2 separate regions of the Oryctolagus cuniculus genome follow, and region 2 is linked to region 1. The links are chromatin contacts, called in public Hi-C maps. All regions are on one chromosome and are shown on one strand. Each heading gives the region's core, a stretch centred on a gene start, on an enhancer-like site or on the middle of the called end of the contact. The rest is flanking DNA. Distances are from core to core; before and after follow the strand shown. Region 1 overlaps NECTIN1 (nectin cell adhesion molecule 1). Region 2 holds the start of NECTIN1 (nectin cell adhesion molecule 1).

What was found. Hi-C and Micro-C count contacts between places; a contact is called where the count stands out from the background.
Region 2: a Hi-C map of an unstated tissue shows a contact between it and region 1, with 2.3 times the contacts expected there. The contact joins the promoter of NECTIN1 here to the enhancer-like site in region 1. A contact is called at or near these places in 3 of 6 Hi-C or Micro-C datasets (ear pinna, liver and an unstated tissue).

Annotation. Positions count from the first base shown.
Region 1 is chr1:112,160,875-112,165,913 of mOryCun1.1, reverse strand. The region is part of intron 5 of NECTIN1 (nectin cell adhesion molecule 1); the gene reads left to right. Among named protein-coding and RNA genes, the nearest start is that of NECTIN1, 53 kb to the left of the region's middle. Within about 2 kb of position 2,798, at least 2 of the 8 cell types and tissues checked have an H3K27ac peak or open chromatin away from gene starts, as enhancers often do.
Region 2 is chr1:112,213,799-112,218,717 of mOryCun1.1, reverse strand. NECTIN1 (nectin cell adhesion molecule 1) reads left to right here and starts at 1,994. Exons shown (of 10, transcript XM_070047241.1): 1 at 1,994-2,911. The coding sequence starts at 2,833.

The DNA.
Region 1 (5,039 bases), core at 1,549-4,048:
CTGGCGGGGTGGGGGCAGGTGTGCAGGTGCAGCTCGCCTCCTTCAAGCCCTGCATCCTGCGTGGGCTGCAGGATGAGGCTCACCCCAAGCAGGGAGACCAGAGAGAAGGTAAGGATGCAGCCTGGGGCCACAGTGCTTCCGTGCCCCGCAGCTGTGTCCCTCTCAGTGCAGATGGGGGTGCTGAACCGCCTGACCCCTCAGGACAAAAGGAGAGCAGGGGCCGGGGTGTTCTGGGAGGAAGTTTGCATGGGACATGGAAGGAGTATGGGCCTGATGGCTGCCCGCCTTGTCCCTGGAAAACCGGGACAACCCTTAGAGGGCCATTGTCAGAAGGGTACGTACGTAATACAGGCGAAGCACCCTAGCACAGGTCGGTTGGCCAGCAGTCGGCCAGCAGACGGCCAGTGCGCCACGATTGCCACTGTGACCTGCGTCATCAGCATTATTGTGAGCAGAGATGTTGGAACAGGCCAGTGGAGGGTGAAACTACCCACAGTGTCCCTGGGAGGCGTGCCTCTGACACTGCACCTGAGCCTGTAACAGGAAGAACCTCCTAGAACAGGAAGTGCCCTCCATCTGCTGCAGTGATGAACAGGAAGTAACATGCCCAGGATGTGACCTCAGGGACACCAGGAACTGGCTGGCTATTACTGGGCAAGCCCTTAGCTTGGAGCCTATGTCCCAGGACTGAGGGACCTCATCATGTTTGGGTACATTTAAGGCCCAGCTGCAGAAAAAGCAGCCCCGAGCTGTCCTGGGCCTTCTGTCACCCCTCTTGTCTAGGCAGAGCTGAGTCCCTTGCTGCCTCCTTCAGCTTCTTGCCCTTGGCGCTAGGAGTGGTTGGGCGTGTGGGGGGAGGGGTGTACAAGTATCAGGGTTGGAGCCTGGGGAAATCAAGGCAGCCCCTCCCTCTCGGGCTCAGGCTTCGGGGTTCCCACAGATTGGCAAGTAGAAGACAGGGGCCAGAACCACACTTCCGTCACCTGGAGTTTGAGCAAAGTGCAGTGGGAGCCTCACAGGTGCCTGAGCGCCCGCAGGGAGGCAGCCTCGTTCCAGGGGTAGCACAGACGCAGGCTGGGGGCGTCCACCACCTGCTGGCTCCTCCTGGCTCCGGGCCCCTGGGAAGTGTCTTTACTCCTCTGAGCCACAGCCTCCGAGTCTGCAGCCCACAAGTGCCTCTCCTTGAAGGCTTCTCGCAGTCTTGCAGGCCAGCGTCCCCCTCCCCCGCCCCCATGGAGGACCACTGACCGCCCCCACAGCCTCCCCTCCACCACTCAGGCTGTCTGCAGAAAGAAAACCAGGAGCAACCTGCCCTGCTCCCCAGCATGAGAGGGCCGACCAGAGGCCCTTCCAGGCCAGGCGGTGTGCCATGCCCAGCCAGAGGCAGGGCCAGGGCAGGAGGGGAGTGGTCTTTCTTCTCCCAAAGCCCCCCCAGCAGTGGCGGAGGAGGGGGTGGCAGGTGACTTCAAGTGCAGGGAGCAGGGAGGAGACACGGCTGTTGTGGCACCTTCCGTGGGATCTGTGGTCAGGCCCAGGTGGCAGCATGTGCCACCCTGCCCACAGCCATCATCACACTAGCAGTGTGGCCTGGAGGACAGATGGTCCGGGGCCACCCAGGGCTCCAGCTGGAAGAGGGACGCAACATGACTGCATTGGTGACAGCGCAGTTAAGCAGGAGCCAGGAAAGCATGACACACACTGAGTCCTTGACGGGCACAGGGGCTGTGTGGCTGGCCCTCCCCGGGGGAGGGTCTCTGGGGGCCGCCCCCGCTCCGGAGGACTCAGCAGGGGCCTGAGCCTTTTCAAGGCTGTCCGTGCTTCCAAGTCATTTCCTCGCAGCCGCTGACCTCTCTACCCTTCATCCCACGTCAGCCCGTGCCCACCCTGCCCTGGGCTCCCAGCCCTGCCGCTCTGCAGGGAATGCATGAGCGAGAGGGATAAGTGGAAATTTAATTTTTCATTCTGGCCATCCACTTGGGTAATAGCTTTGCCCTGGGCACATCTGGACAGGGAAATGAAGAGCAGCCGGGGTGGGGCAGGAGCAGCCAGCCCTTGGGGGCGCGCCATAGGGACAAGTGTGTGTGTGTATGTGTGTGTGTGTGTGTGCCGGGTTCCTGCAAAGACTCGTGGATAGCAGTGGTGGGGGTCAGGGCAGCCAGGCAGGGGGCTCGTTCCAGGGGTAGCACAGTGGGCAGGTATGGAAGGGGCTGGGCCATCTCTCTGTCGGCCATGGGGGGTCCAGCCAAGCACCTCTCCCTTCTCCCTCGGGAGGGAACCCCGAGGGAGGGGAAGGGACCCAGGCTGTGGTGCTTACAGACTATAGGAGACCAAATGAGGCAGCATCTACCCCTGGGGTGTCAGAAAGAGAGTGGCCAAGCCTCTGGCAGGAACCTAGCCTGTTGCCACTCCCACGGGCAGGGCAGGGAAGGAGACACTAGCGTTTCCACTGAGATCCAGGCCTATCCCAGGGGGGTGATGGCAGCAGTTTGCCTGTGGGACGGGGAGGTGTTCAGACCACAGGTGGTGGGCTTTCCAGGTGGGTGTCCACGCAGAAGGGCAGGGGGTGTGAGCCTGCGAGCGTGCATGCCCGGGCCTGAGTGTGGGTATGCACCTCCGTGTGCGTTCCCAGGAGCTGCTGTCTGCCTGCTTGCCGAGCGTGCACACAGGAGTCCTCAGGGCTGAGCCGGAGCCAGACGTGCCCTCCCGCAGGCTGACAAATGGCCGCGCGGCTAAGAGCGCGAGAGCGCAGCTGTGGCCCGGCCTCCGGGAGGACCCGTCCTCCTCCAGCTCACCCAGGCCCTGCCTGCTGGCCTGACAAGAGGCACAGCTGCTGCAGCTGCAGGGGACAGGAGCGCCACCCGCCCTGCGGCCGGCCGCACTGCGTGCTGGGAGGTGTAGTTCTCACACGGCTTCCCGCCCTGATCTTCCGGCCCGAGGAAGCGCCAGGCAAGGGCTTTGGAAGCCAGCCCGGTCCCTATTGTCTCTGACCCCAGACCTCCCAGAGCCTAGATCCAGGCTGTAAACCCTCACCCCTCATGCCACCTGAGAGCCATCCAGCCTCCTCATCCCCACCAGCCACCCAGGTCATTCAGGGCCCCAAAGGAATGCGGAGTCCCTGCAGCTCTACCACGCCAGCCAGGCTGAGACCCCAGAAGGGAGCCTTCAGGAAAGGGGTGTGGCCGCCCCCTCTCCGAGGGCGTGAGGGAGCCCTTAGGGCCCCCAGCTGCAGCTGCGCTGCTGGCACAGACAGGGGCTACTGGCTGACCCTGACAGCTGGAGACAGAGGGGAGGATGCTCCACTCCACACCACAGCCCCTGTGCCTGCGAGTGAGCTGGGTTCCTGCACCTGCTTCTTCGGCCTCCTGCTCAGCATCTCCATGCCAAAGTCTTCTGCTGCCCGAGTAGCCAAAAGATGCCCAGAGAAGAGTAACCCTCCTTGGGACTTGGGGGGTGGGGAATCACCAGAGGGCCTGAGGTGAAAGAAACCCAGTATAAGCCCCGCCCCAAGCCGCTGCTGTGCTCCTGTCCCGCACAGCAGTGCAGTGAGGTCCCCGGTTGCGTGTCTGCTGCACAACGGCCCTGCCTGGGGCAAGGCTCACCCCTGAAGCACAGCTGGCTACTGGAGAGTTTATTCTTCCATGGCCACACGCGGGGCAAGCTGGGTGCTTGGGATGCGTCGGTGCGCGGAGCAGCCCTCGTACCCGTCCTTGCAGGGCTTGCGTAGTCACGGCGAAGGGGAGGTGGAGAAAGCAACAGAGGCAACAGCATCCCAGGGACACAGGAGCTTGTGACGGTGCGAGTGTGGGAGCCAGGCCCTGAAGCAGGCGAGGGAGTGAGCCACAGGAACACCTCGGAGAAGAGGGCCGCCAGGGAGAGGTGACATCGGCAGTGGGGACCGAGTGCAGGGCCCGCAGAGCACTCTGGGCGTTCGCTGTGTGTGAACAGGAGCACTGCAGGGTTCCAAGCAGGGAAGGGTGCTGCTCCCTAATTCTGATTCACAAACTAGTCTGGGACCCCAGCCGCTCTCGTGAAACAATAAACCCCGCCCAGATGCCTGTGGGGGGTCACAGCAGGCCACCCAGGCAAGTAGGGTGCAGGAGAGTGGCATCTTCCTTTGGGTCCCTGCTGTTGGAAACAGTACGGAAGTAGCTACAGTGGGACTTACGTGGTGCACACCTGCCCCCCTCAGCAACGTGTCAGCCCAAGATCTGCGTGAGGCTGCCATCCCCCAACCCCTGGCCTCATGCCTACAGGAGAGAAGAACTCAAGCTGTTTGTTTGAAAACTGGCCGAAGGACCAGAGCCCATCGTGCTAAATCCTAATTTGCATTTAGTTGCCATTTAGACCGGCAAAATCAGTGTGTGATTAATGGAGTGGAATCAGCCATTGTTCAAACCAGAATGAGAGGTGCAGACCACTAGGACATGAAAATACAAGAGGAAAGGGCAGGAGACGCCTGCAACAGAAGCCAGCAGAACGCGGGCCTGGCGCGAGTGCCGTGAGCAAAGGTTTGCACCGAGAAACGGATTTGGGCAAGGAGCACAGCACAGAAGGCGTGCTGGCCAGACCCAAGGCGAAGCTGCCTGGCAGAAGCTTTGCAGGCCAGGCTGTCCTGCCCGGCACGCAGTCGGGCATTCCTTGCTGGTCTTTGAGAAAAGAAAATTAACCTGGGGGCTGTGGGTGGGGTGACCAGGAAGGTGACAGGTCCAGGGACCTGCAGTCAACCCCGGCATCACGAGGTAGATGCAGAATGGGGGAGAGTCAGTGAGATGTGACCGTGACCGCAGACTTTGGCCCAGGAGGGGAAGGAGGAGGTGTCAAAGATGAATGAGATTCTGAGCTGGGAGTCCCCAGTGGTGGTGGCACTGGAGAACTCGGGGGCTTAGGCTGAAGGGAGAAGTGTGGGAGGGAAGATGGCGAACCAGGTGGGAGAGACGGGTTTTGGGTTGGAGGTGAGAAATCCACATGAGGATGTACTAGAGGGCTCTCTTTCAAACGTGTGTGTCCCTGCCAGACGGCCCTGGCGGGCAGGGGTGAAG
Region 2 (4,919 bases), core at 745-3,244, 54 kb before region 1:
TCTCCCTCTCTCTGTCTGTAACACTGCTTCTCAAATAAATAAATAAAATCTTAAATAAAAAAAAGCCACTCTACCTCCTCTCTCAGTATCTGAGGGGATTGCCTCCAGACCCCCCGCAGACACCAACATCCAAGGGTGCTCAAGTTCCTCCCATAAAAAGGCCTAGTGTTTGCATATAGCCCATTCCCACACCTTCCCATATCAGAAGAGGTCCCTGAATCACAATGGCTTGAGGTAGGATACTTTTGACTTTACCATAGGTTTATTGGGACATAGTCCCATTGCAAGTCCAGGAGCACCTGTACTTTAAATGATCTCTAGATGACTTATAACACCTAATACAAAGTACATGTTCAGCAAATAGTTGTTACACTGCATTGCTTAGGAAATCACAAGAACAGGTCTGTAGGTGTTCGGTACAGGCTTTTTTTTTTTTTTTTTTTTTTTTTTTGCCACTGTCAATGCAAGGTTGCAGAACGCAGGGATACGGAGGCAGGTGGGACTTGGCTGCACCTTCTCTACCCTCCCCAGCCGCAGGCAGCCTTGTCTTGCACCCCATTGAAGAGCAGCCCATCAAAGAAGCCTTACCAAGGATGGACTGGTTGGGAACGGGTAGACCTGGTGCCCCTGGGATCACCCCTGACCCATCTGACCTAGCTCCTATGGCATGCCAAGTGGAGTCGGAGGCCACAGCCATGAATCCAGCTCAGCCCAGCCCGTGAAGCGCGTGGGAGGTTCCCGGCCACTGAGTTCCTAGGGCATTCTAAAGCCCTCCTGGTGGCTACCCAGCACCACTCAGAGCCACAGGCCCGCCTTTATTCAAGGCTCATGCCAAGGTCATCACCGAGCAGCCATGGCCCCACTCACCAGCTTCCTGCCTGTCTTTATGCTGGCCCTGCGGAGCTGAGTGAGTGGGCCAGTCTCCTGACCGCCTCCCCATGTCTCCGACTCCTGGCTCAGCCCCAGCCCTGCCTCAACAGGGCACTCCCCTGGGACCCACCAAACCCATGCCAGAGCAGGTTTGGCGTTTGTTCTGCCGCTTCTATGTCTGCATTCACTGCTCTCCCCGTCTACACCGAGTGTCTCTCTGGCAATGACCATGGCTCAGTCTCCCCAAGCCTGGCAGGGCGCTTTGGTGCAAAGAAAACACAGGCTACCTTTATGGCATGTCAACCTTTATGGCACCATTCACTTGAGGGCAGAATCTGACTACTTCAGGGAGAAACCAAGACACTCGGGGGCCAGGCACCAAGCAGCGGGGATGCCAGGCTGTCTCTGCCCCTCCTCCTCCCGCTCTCTACTCTCAGGATCTAGAATTCACATTTTATGGGAAACAGGCCACTGTCCCCTGCTCCTGCGCGGGGGAGGGCTGGGCGCGGGCAAAGGGCACCTTGTCTGACCAGGTCCTGGGGTCCTGGGGTGGGGGCGGTGCTCGGCGCTCTTTAGGGACAAACCCTGTCAGTGGTGTTGGACAGTGACCGCGACGGGGCGGAGGGTCCCTGCCCTGGGGGGGGGGGGACCCCGCCACTCGTCCAAAGCAGAGGTTCGGGCCCAGGGCACAGCCCCGTCTCCTGCTCTGTTAGGAGAAGGGAGGGGGCGCTTCAGGCTTTGGAAAAGCAACCCCACTGGAAACCTCGGTGGCGCCACCTCGCCCGCTAATGCCCACCGCCTTCTTCCGGCTGCCTCTCCAGCGAGGAATGAGCCCTGGCTCCCGGGTTCTAGTCTCAGCCCCGCCCGGGCCCGGTCTCGGGCCTTCGTCTCCTCATCTGTCAGCTGGGGCCAGGGCTGGAGTGAGGGCCTGCGGGAGCCCTTTCAGCTCGGACCGCGCCAGCTCCGGGGTTCTCCCCGCGGCTGCTCCGCGCCCGCCCCATCTTAACTCCACCCCCACCGGCGCCTTCGGCCCCGACGCCGGCCGCTAGGGGTCACTGCCTCCCTTTGTCAGCGACCGAGGAGCGCCGCCCGCCCTGAGGCCCGCTGCCCCTGTCAGAGGCGGCCGAGGGGGCATCTAGGGCGCGAGGGGGCCTGAGCGGGACCCCGCGGCCCTCGCTCCGCAGCGCCGGTGCCCCGGGCCGGGAGGCGCGCGCGCGCGCCCGGGCGCGCCTCGGAGCCGCGAGGGGGTTAACGCTAACCCCTCCCCCTCGGGCTGACATCACGGGCGAGCGGCTGAGAGGCTGGGGCTCGGCGAGTGAGGAGAGAAAGAGAGCGAGAGCGGCGAGCGCGGCTGCACTCGGCGCCCGAGCAGCTCCACAGCGTCGCGGGTCGCCGGCGCCCGGCACAGCGCAGGCAGCGAGGACCCGCACCCCGGCTCGCCCTCCTCGCGCCCGGACCGGCCGCCCGAGCCGCCGCGGCCGCTGGCCGCCGCCTGGGCCCCAGCCCCGCTCGCCGCCCGGGCTCGTCCCGCCACCCTCGGAGGACGGCCGGCCATGGACGCCTGCAGGCGGGAGCCGCGCGGGAGGCTGTGAGCGCGCGGGGGGCCGGGAGCCCGCGCCGCGCAGCCGGGCAGCCGGGCGCGCCGGGGGTGGGTCCCTCTCCCCAGCCCGGCTCTGCGTGGAAGAAGAGGGCGGGGACCGGCGCGGGGCGGAGAGCGGAGGAGGCGAAGGGGGCATGACTCGTGCAACTTGCGGCGGGCATCTGCCGAGCCTCTGAGCCGGCGGCGGCCCGGGGCCCGGATCGCGGCCGCGCCGATCGCACCCAGCGCACCCCGCCCCGGCCGACAGCCGCTGCTGACCTGGATCCTCGCAGCGCCCGCCGGCCGCCAGCGATCCGCCCTCGTCTTCCGGGCTGTTTTCTGGAGCGCGAGGGCCGCTCTCCCCGCCGGACCCCCGGCCCCCGATGGCTCGGATGGGGCTTGCGGGCGCCGCTGGACGCTGGTGGGGACTCGCTCTCGGCTTGACCGCGTTCTTCCTCCCAGGTAAGCGCGGTCGCCGCCGTCGCCCCCCACCCCATCCAGCGCCTCCGCGGCGCCGGCAGCGGATGGCGGGCACGGCCGGGGCGGGGGGCGGTGGGGGGATGTAGGGAGCGAAAGGAGCCGGGAAAGTTGGGTCGCGGCTCGGGTGAGGGGCTGGGAGGCGGCCCGGCAGGGAGAGGGGCCGGGGAGCCCCCGGAGCCTGCCCTGCAGGGGAGCAGTCGGATGCACGTCTCTGTGCAGCGAGAAAGCACTTTCCCCGCGCAGTTCTTCACAAAAATAATCATATGTAATCGCGTTCTATTTATTTAATAACCAGTTCTCAGCCCGGGAGGCAGTTTGGAAACACCGCATGTTACACAAATGCAAAATAAGCGCCCTAGTCGCCGTCCCCGGTCGGAGACCCAGCCCCGGCGGGGAGGCGCTCGGCTCCGAGCCGCGGGGCTGCGCGGTTGGAGGGGCGCGGGGGGCTTCGTTTCTCTCGCGGGCCCCTGGGTCGCTCGGGCCCCTCCCGCCGCGCGTCGCCCCAGCGCGGGCTCCTGCGGCAGAAGCGGCTTCGCGCTCACCTGCGGTTCCCTCTCCCGGCGGCGCAGGCCGGGGCCGCGGGCACCGCGCGGGACTGGGCTTTTCCGCGGAACTCCGCGCACGGTTCCGGGGCTCTTCCCCGGAGGAGGCGCCTCGGCTGCGTGCGGGCCAGGTGGCCGCATGACCCACTTTCCCCAGGGGCCCCGAGGGTGCCCCGCGCGTCCTTCCTCGAGGTGCGGGCCGCCGGCAGCCGAGGAGTTAACCCGGCGCCGGACCCTGGGGTGGCCCCGGTGGCCCTTTCTGACGGGTGGGGTGGGGGCGGAGGCTAGGACCGGCCCAGGCACATTGTGCTGGGGAATGAACTGGAAAATGCGTTTAGGAGGCAAATCCGACCGAGTCCTCTCGCCTGGGTTTAACCCTTTGTGTCCCCGGGGAAGCCGCGAGCTCCCGGCAGTGGCTGGGGGCACTGAAGGGGGTGTGTGTGTGTTCTTCCCTAATCCTCAGGGAAGAAACCAGAGAGGACATCCTGCCCTAGCAAGATGAGTGTCGTGTTTTGGGGGTGGGGGCTTGACTGCAGCACGTGGTACTCGCCTTGGGGTGACAAAATCGGGGTGGGAGTTGAGCCACCAGCGCCCGCCCGGGGTGCCGCAGACTCTTGTGTAGTTAGTGGAGAGGGGCCGGCCTGGCTGCCCTTCTGAGGGCTTGGGGACACTTCTGTGCCCCTTCTGCCCCTCAGCTCCCTGCGGGGACCCCGCAGATCTCTGCGTGTGATGGGCAGCAGGTACTGCCTGCGGGGGAGGGCGAGATTCCGGCCTCACAGGTGTCACTGCCACCTCACAGCGGCAGGGCAGCACTGCCCCCAGAAGGAGACTGGGCGAGAGGGAGGTTTCTGTCTGGCCGTGGACTGCCTGGACAGCTGGCCGGAGAGGCCGATGCTGGGGCTGTAGGGTCTGCCTGACCACCAGGGTGGGGGCTCCTGGGACTCTGTCTCCTGCATCCACAGAGAGAGCTTTTCAGCAGCTCTGATTGGTCTGGCGCGTTAGGGGTTAACCTAATCCCCGGTGGACAAAGGGCGGGAAGGTTTGGGGGAGGGGGACGAGCTCACCCTCCCCCCCTTCCTTTTGGGCTCTTCCTCCAGCTTTGTGTGACTCAGTGGTTAGCTCCCTGGTGGGGGGGGGGGGCCGGTGCCGGCTGCTGCAGGGTTCAGCCCTCGCACACCCCTGGGAAGCAGAGACAGGAGGTGACACCCGGCTCAAGGTGGATGCGCACCCCACCATCACCAGAGAGCCACACGAGGGGGTGGCAGTCGGAGAAGAGAACCATAGCCAAGCCAGGCACTTAATAAGCACTCTTCCATTGATCGCAACTGATGGATGGGTCGCATCCACGGCAGGCAAAGTTCCCCGACTCGCCAAGCTCCCCATCCAGTCCCTGTTCTCCTGGTGCCGACTCTTGGGGATGCTGTGACGGGAGATGGGGAGATACAGAT